2 separate regions of the Macaca fascicularis genome follow, and region 2 is linked to region 1. The links are chromatin contacts, called in public Hi-C maps. All regions are on one chromosome and are shown on one strand. Each heading gives the region's core, a stretch centred on a gene start, on an enhancer-like site or on the middle of the called end of the contact. The rest is flanking DNA. Distances are from core to core; before and after follow the strand shown. Region 1 holds the start of INPP5A (inositol polyphosphate-5-phosphatase A). Region 2 overlaps INPP5A (inositol polyphosphate-5-phosphatase A).

Evidence for each region. Hi-C and Micro-C count contacts between places; a contact is called where the count stands out from the background.
Region 2: a contact with region 1 is called in a Hi-C map of skeletal muscle, with 4 times the contacts expected there. The contact joins the enhancer-like site here to the promoter of INPP5A in region 1.

Annotation. Positions count from the first base shown.
Region 1 is chr9:141,601,394-141,605,283 of T2T-MFA8v1.1, forward strand. INPP5A (inositol polyphosphate-5-phosphatase A) reads left to right here and starts at 1,806. Exons shown (of 16, transcript XM_065521648.2): 1 at 1,806-2,176. The coding sequence starts at 2,102.
Region 2 is chr9:141,707,675-141,711,564 of T2T-MFA8v1.1, forward strand. All of the region lies in intron 2 of INPP5A (inositol polyphosphate-5-phosphatase A), which reads left to right. Among named protein-coding and RNA genes, the nearest start is that of INPP5A, 110 kb to the left of the region's middle. Within about 2 kb of position 1,972, at least 2 of the 6 cell types and tissues checked have an H3K27ac peak or open chromatin away from gene starts, as enhancers often do.

The DNA of each region.
Region 1 (3,890 bases), core at 556-3,055:
ACTGCTGCTTCTTTTGCACATGTAAGGGTGGGCAGAGCACTGAGCTCTTTCTGTTAAACACCAGCCCTGTTGTGAGACTTAACACTAGTTACCCCCGCTAGCCCACCTCCAAACAGTCACACTGGGGGTTCGGGCTTCAACCCATAAACTTGGGGGAGGTGTGTGTGTGGCAGAATTCAGTCTGTAGCAGGCAACTACTGAATAAAGTAGACACTGGTTTATACATCAAATGGATTTTGCTGGAGTCAGGCTCAGTATGGCTGTAAGGAGGAACCCTGGAGGTATTAACACAAGCTGGTGATGCCGCCTCTGCGCAGGCCTGAGGCCCGAGCCTGCAGCACCTTCCCTCTCACACTGCCCTGGCAGCGGGTGTCATCCTAGAACAGAACAAGCCCCTTTTGATGTCACTGGGCATTGCCTTGGCGGTTTACTAAGAAGCTGGAGACTGGCCTCGCTAGAGCCCATTGCCAGGCCCTGGCCACCCCTAAATCTGTGTCCACAATACCCTCTGGAGTGCCTGCTCTGCATGGTGGCCACTGGCCACACAGGGCTGCAGATCAGTGGAAGCGGCCTTGTGGGCTGCTGCCAAGACTCAGGTGCCCGTGCAAAGCCTTCCTGGGAAGGAATCTAACTGAGGTTGTTAAATACTGGTTACATGTTGAATGATGTATTTATCTATTGCGTTAAGTAAAACGTATTGTTAATTTTGGCTATTACTTGTTACCTTTAAAAAATGTAGCTACTAGAAGCTTAAGATGAAAAATGTGGTTCTCCTCCTCCGTCTACAAGCTTGTCCTGTTCAGGGCAGCGGTGTCCCCGCGGCCTCAGACCCAGGGTCCAGCCCGTGCCCTGGCACCTCCGGCGGCCAGGATCAGCATCGCTGCCCCGGGCCCCGCGCCGAGCCGGCTGTTCCTCCGCGCTCTGCGCTCCTGGACCCTCACCAGCCCCTCTCCCCGCCGAGCCCCTTTAGTCCCTGCGAGGGTTCCCCGCACGCCCCACGCTGAGACCAGCCTGGCCTCCGGGACATCAGGGTGCGCCCCGCGGACTCCCGGCCTGACGCCGCCTCCCCTCTGTCTTCTCTGGGCCGCAGCCGCTCCTCGTGAGTGAAGTCGCGGCTCGGGAGCCGGGTGGACGCGCCGGGAAGCTGCACAATCCAGGCTCCGTCTGCGGGGAGAGCCTGGCGCACGTGGCCCGGCCCCTGCAGGTGCGAGTGCTGCCGCCCCGGTGGGCTTCCCTCCCCGGCACGCCCGGTACGCTGCTGGACCACTGCGGCCGCGCACTCGTGGTGGCGGGACGGTCCCCCGGGAACCGCAAGAGAGCGCACCCGCCGCCGGCGCCGGGAACACACTGCCCCTTTAAGAGGTGCGGCCGGAGCAGGGCCGTGACGTCATAGAAGTGCGAAGGGCGGAGTCTGTGCGCAGCCGCGGTGCGGGGGGCGGAGCGGGGGCGCGGCGTCCTTGCGGGCCTGACTGACAGGAGCGCAGTGGAGGAGCGGCCAGTACCAGGCCGCCGGACTCAGGAGTCCCCCGCGTAGGCCCCGCCCCGAGACAGGCCCCGCCTCCACGAGGGCCCCAAGTTCCGCACAGGCCACGCCCCTTCCACAGGTCCCGCCCCACTCTGTTCAGATCTAAGCCCAGCTCAGGCCCCGCCCCCGAGGCTCCGCCCCCTCGCAAAGCCCCCGCCCCGGGCCTAGCTCCACCCCGCACGGGCCCCGCCCCAGGCCCGGCTCCACCCCGAGTCAGGCTCCGCCCCGCGCAGGCCCCGCCCTGGGCTCGGCTCCGAGGGGCGGGACTTGCCCTCAGCCTGAGTCGGCGGCGGCTGCGGGAACTTTCCCAGCGGATCTAATGGCTGCGCGCGGGCCACTGTGAGGCGCGGCGGCGAGCGACGGGCGCGGGGCCGCGGAGCAGCGAGCGAGCGAGCGAGCGAGCGCGAGGCCGGAGCCCCGGCCAGGCCCGGCCGACCCGCCGAGCCCGCGATGCGCCCCGGGGCCGCCCCCCGGCGCAGCTGACGCCCCGCGGCCCCGCGAAGACCCCGGCCGGCCGGTCCCGGAGGAAGCGGCCGCCGCCGCCGCCCAGCCCTGCGCCCGCGCCGCCCGGGCACCATGGCGGGGAAGGTGGCCGCTCCGGGCACCGCGGTGCTGCTGGTCACGGCCAACGTGGGCTCGCTCTTCGACGACGTAAGTGCCCCGCGCCGGCGGCAGGCCCCGACCCCAAGCCCGGGACCCCCGACCCTGACCCCGGGGTCCGGAACTCCAAGCCCTGGACCCTGGACCTTGAACCTCCAGACCTCAAGGCCTCAGACTCTGATCCTTGTACCCAGGACCCCAGACTCTTGTCCTGATTCCCAAGTCTGGGAGCCCAGACCCCTTGATCCCCAAGCCCGAGACCTGAAGACCTGGGCCCTGAACCCCGAACCCCATCCTCCAGCAGCTGACCGTTGACCCTGGGACCCTGCCTCTGAACTCCTGTTTCCAAATCCTGACCTGGAAACTCCAATATTAAAACCCTGTCAGATCCCCTGTTAACAGTCCTTGGAACCCAAACCCCAGAAACAGGGTCTGTGCGCACAAAACCCTGCCCCAGCCCTGATTTCCGAATCCTCAGAACCCTGGCCCTGGAATGCCCATCCCCAACCCTGGCCCTGAACCCCAGATCCATGGTCACTGGAATCACAAATCCTGACTGCAGAACCCTGGTTACAGAACCTGGTCTCAAACCTCTGTCTCTGGTCCCTGAGCCCTGGACCCCAGCCCTGAAACATAACCACAAACACTAACCCAGGAACTTCTGACACTGGGCTGTGGCCCCAGCCTCCTGTCCCTGTTCCCCAAACCCTGAATTCTAGCCCAAGAATCCCAGCCTTCATACTGTGGTCCTTGCCCCTAAAGCCAATCTAGCCTGACTCTGAACCCTGAATTTCAAGCTCAGGCCCCAGCTTATGGCCCTGAACCCCTGTCCTCGACCCCTGAACCTGGAACCCTGGTTCCAGAGTCAGGCCCCAAACCCAATTCTGAACCCGGCCCCTAACTCTGGTTCCTAGATCCCATCCTTGGCCCCTTTCTCCAAAACGCTCCTGCCCCTGAATCCTGAATCCTGAATCCTGATCATTAAGCCTGGGCCTTGAGCCTGCTTCCCAAACTCTAACCCTTGACTCCCACCCCTGGTCCCTGTCCTCTGAGCCTAGGCCCTCCTCTCTGGCTGTCAGCCCCAGCTCCTGTATGCCTGGGTGCCGGCCTCACTGTCCGTCGGTCCCTGCAAGGCCAGAGGATAGGGTGCCCTCATTTAACCCTGCCACTTAGTGTCTCTTTAGTTCTTAAATAAGGGAAGTCTGTTGAAAGCCCTGTAGGACTTTATATTTTTTATTTATTGAGGAAAAAGATGCTGAGAAGCTCTTTAGGGGCAGAAAGGGGATGCTGATTGCCTATGGCCTTTACCTTCTAGGGCTCCTCCCACCCAAGCCTCAGTCCCACCCAGGATCCTGGGGGCACCCCCGTCTCTGGAGAGACCAGGGAGCTAAGGCTCAGGGCGCACTGGGAGCTCCCCAGAGGCAGGCCAGGCTGACCTAGTTCGGCGTTTCAGCCACGGTGCCACCCTGCTGTTGGTACTCGTGCTGCCAACCCAAATAAAGCAGAGTGCGGCTCCAAGTGGCCCAGATGGAGGCTGTGGAGCCACGGATGCTCCCTCCCTCCCTCCCTAGGTGAACAGTGGGGCGCCGCACCAGCTTTATGACGGATGTGTGCCACTGATGCACGCGTGGTTTCCATTTCAGGAGGAGGTCTTGTGTCTTTGCTGGCAGCAAGCATGGGTGAAGGGTTTGATGAAGCTCAGTTCATGCACAGGCTAGGTTTGGTTTTTATTAACAAAAGGCGCTGTTTTTCTGTTTTTCTTATT
Region 2 (3,890 bases), core at 722-3,221, 110 kb after region 1:
GCGTCCATGAGGGAAAGGCGTCCATGAGGGAAAGGCGTCCATGAGGAGAGGGCGTCCTTGAGGAAAAGGTATGAGGGAAAGGCGTCCATGAGGAAAAGACGTCCATGAGGAAAAGGTGTCCATGAGGGAAAGACGTCCATGAGGAAAAGGCGTCCATGAGGAAAAGGCGTCCATGAGGAAAAGGCGTCCATGAGGGAAAGGCGTCCATGAGGGAAAGGCGTCCATGAAGAAAAGGCGTCCATGAGGGAAAGGCGTCCATGAGGGAAAGGTGTCCATGAGGGAAAGGCGTCCATGAGGGAAAGAGGTCCATGAGGAAAAGGCATCCATGAGGGAAAGGGATCCATGAGGGAAAGGCGTCCATGAGGGAAAGGCGTCCATGAGGAAAAGGCATCCATGAGGGAAAGGCGTCCATGAGGGAAAGAGGTCCATGAGGAAAAGAGGTCCATGAGGGAAAGGCGTCCATGAGGGAAAGGCGTCCATGAGGGAAAGGCGTCCATGAGGGAAAGGCGTCCATGAGGAAAAGGCGTCCATGAGGGAAAGGCGTCCATGAGGGAAAGGCGTCCATGAGGGAGGGCGCCCATGACGGGAGGACGTCCATGAGGGGAGGCTGTCTTTGATGGAAAGGTGTCTGCAAGGGGAAGGCGTCTATGGGTTTTCGGCAGCATAGCTGAGCAGAGCATGCAGTGAGAACTCTCGGGATCTTGTGAATCCCAGGAAGGGAGGGGGAGACAGGTGTTTGAGGAGCCTGTGGAGGCAAGGGGCAAGCTTTGGGGGGTGGGGGCCTTGTGGAAAGGGGGAACTGGGAAGGTCGGAGGGGAGAAACGATCATCAGGGCACTGAGACGGGGAGCCAGGAGCTGAGTCAGTGGCTTTATGAGACTCTTCATACTTTGGGTCCCATTACCCTGCTCCAGATGGGCTGAAGGGTCAGGGATCGCTTCAGTCCCTTCGGGAGCTTGCCGTGGCCAGAGTGAGAAAGGGCTGTCGTGAAAATCTGCATGGCGGCTGGCCTTGCGAAAGAGGCTTCCAGAAGGTGTTCTTTTATATGATGGCTGCGAGGCCGCAGTTGCTGTTACCATCATGGAAGCCAGGCCAGGGTGGGGGAGCGGGTGGGGCCTTGGTCGCATCTGCCGTAACCCTGGACTTAACCTTGCCCTGCCTTGTGCGGCGGTGGGGGGTGGGGGGTGGTGTGGAGACCGGGGGAGGAGGGGGAGACGTGCTTCTTAAACTAGAACTGATTTGCAGGAGGTTCGATGGCCCAAGCCAGGACTTTGTGCGGGTTAGAGCCCTGCGTTTCCACCTCTGCCCGTGGTGTCTCCAGCAGCAGCTTCAGGCTCCATCGGCAGATTTGCTTAAGTCACTTGCCCTGCCTCTGGGGAAAGGCTGCTGCGTGTGGTCAGCGTGGTGACCCTAAAACTCCGGGCTGTGCTTGGGTGGGGAGCGTTGGGTCCCACGCCCCTCCCCATGGCAGGGCCAAGGAGAGGCAGCTCCAGATCACACAGGCTGGCCAGGCTGCCTGTGGTGAGGTCATGGAAACTCATGGTGTCCTATGTGCAGGGCGGAGAGAAGAACAGGCCCCTGCCCACACAGCTGCTCCGTGCGCCCTGGCCGGTCCCATCGGCTGCGCCTTGAGGAGGCCGTCTGACCAGGGGCATGTGGGAACCTGGGTCTGGTTGGTCACACACAGACCTCTTCCTGGGATCCCTGCACCTGTTGCAGCCCAGCCCAGCCCTGAAGGGACCTGGAGAGGAGAGCCCCCACCCAGGGCAAGGGTGGGCAGCGGGGATTTTAGGGATTTTAAACAGAGTATTTTCCAGGCGTTGTTGGCAAATAGCAGTGGCCTTTTTCTATCGAGAAATTCCCGTGTCCCTCTGCGTGCCTTATCTTGGCACGGGGCTTCCACTGGGGTGCTGTGCAGGATGTAATTCCTTTTTAGGTCACTCCGATATTCCTCTTTGGAGGACGCCTGACAAGGCCTGGCTGTTGCTATTTTTAACACCGAGTCTTGGCCGTGCCGATGGACGTGGCCTGGGCAGGGCTGTGCTGCCCGTTTCCTGGGAACCAGGGGCCCTTCGTGCTGGGCCCAGCTCCGCGTCAGAAACAGGTGCTGCTTGTTGCTTGGCTGGTGAACGTGCTCTTTCTTGCCGTGCCTTTCCGAGATATTTTTCTTGGGCCTTCCTATGAAGCATCCAGGTCAAGAACACTAATAAAACAACCCAGGTGTTTTTAGTGACTACCCTTTTTTCCTTTAAGTTAGGAGCACCTGCTCTTTCACTGTAGAATTTTGGTGAAGAAAATGCACAGCTTTGGGCCATGACTTCCCTGATCGTTCCAAGGTCACGCGTGCCAGTGTCATTGTCACTCAGGGCGTGAAGTGCTAAGCAGAAGCTCAGACTTGTGGGTGGAGACGTGCACCCCGTGGGGGCTTGTGTCTGTTCACAGCCATGCCAGATAACCGGGGGACACTGTCACATCTGTGCTGTGCAGCGGCGTGTTTCCAGCCAGGCCTGTCCCAAGCGTGCTGTCCGACGCTGTGGCGTGGCCTTTCCTGTCCATCCTCTGTGGTCCAGCAGGATGTTTTGTTGAAAGGATCTTTGTCCAGCATCGTGCAGGCTGCAGAGGCTCCCAGGCCAACCCCGGGGAGCTCCTCGGCTTCCTGCACCTGCCTAGGGCTCTGTGTGTGGCCGTGTCCTCCCGGTTCCCCGGCGCCTGCGTCCCCCGTGTCCTCCCGGTTCTCCGGTGCCTGCATCCCCTGTGGCTGTATCTCTCTGGTATGGGCCAACGCCTATGGTGTGAGTGGCCGTGTCCTCCCGGTTCCCCGGCGCCTGTGTCCCCGGTGGCTGTATCTCTCTGGTATGGGCCAACGCCTATGGTGTGAGTGGCCGTGTCCTCCCGGTTCCCCGGCGCCTGTGTCCCCGGTGGCTGTATCTCTCTGGTATGGGCCAACGCCTATGGTGTGAGTGGCCGTGTCCGGCTCGTGCCACCTCACTCTGTCCAGCCTGTGCTGAGCCTGGACGCCAGCACTGTCGACACCTCCCAGCGACCGTCTCAGGAAGGCATGTGCCGAAGTGGACACTCAGAGGCGGGGAACCAGGCCCCGGAGTCCCTGCCAGGAGGGGTCCAGCAGGAGCCTGTGCCCGGCGAGCTTCCTGGAAAGCTCACACTTCCACCCACCACCACTGCACCCAGCCCAGATTGTCACGGGCACTGACCGAACTGATCAGGAACTTGGGAGCCAGGGGTGAAATGCAGCCATTATTAAAAATCAAATTATATAAACCTATAATAAAGTAAATATGTTAAAACCCAAGGCAATAAATGCCCTACACCCATCACTTCCTAATGATTGTCCTGCTACATAGAATCTTGATTATTTAGCTCTGTGTCTGTGTGAGGGAGATACACAGTATTTGATGTGTGAGTGATGGTGCCTTGCTGAGCACCTCTCCTGCCCCAGGTTCAGTGATGCCACATCGGCAGCTTAGCGTTGGCCATGGCGGGGCATTCAGACCTCAACAGGGCAGACCCAGGGCCTCGCCTGGAGAGCTAGTATTGAGCCCTTTCGAGCACACCACTGCCTGGGGAGTTGGGGGGCTGGTTCTGTCTCCCTTCCCCGTGGAGGAGGCAGGGGCTCCTGGGTGCTGCTTACTTGTCAGGTAAAGACATTGCAACAAAAGTGCCCTGTCCCTGGCTGCCTTTTGTGGTGGTGCTAGCTCTCCATCAGCTTCAGTAGTGAGCCTCAGCTCTTGGACCCTCTGCTTGACTCCCTTTGGTGGGAGAGGTGCTTGAATCCTGGCTGTTGGGATTCATTGCTCGTCAATGAAGAATTTACATTTACCCTATAAATTCTGCAGCTTCACTCACTTGCAAAGGAAACTTTTTTTTTCTGTT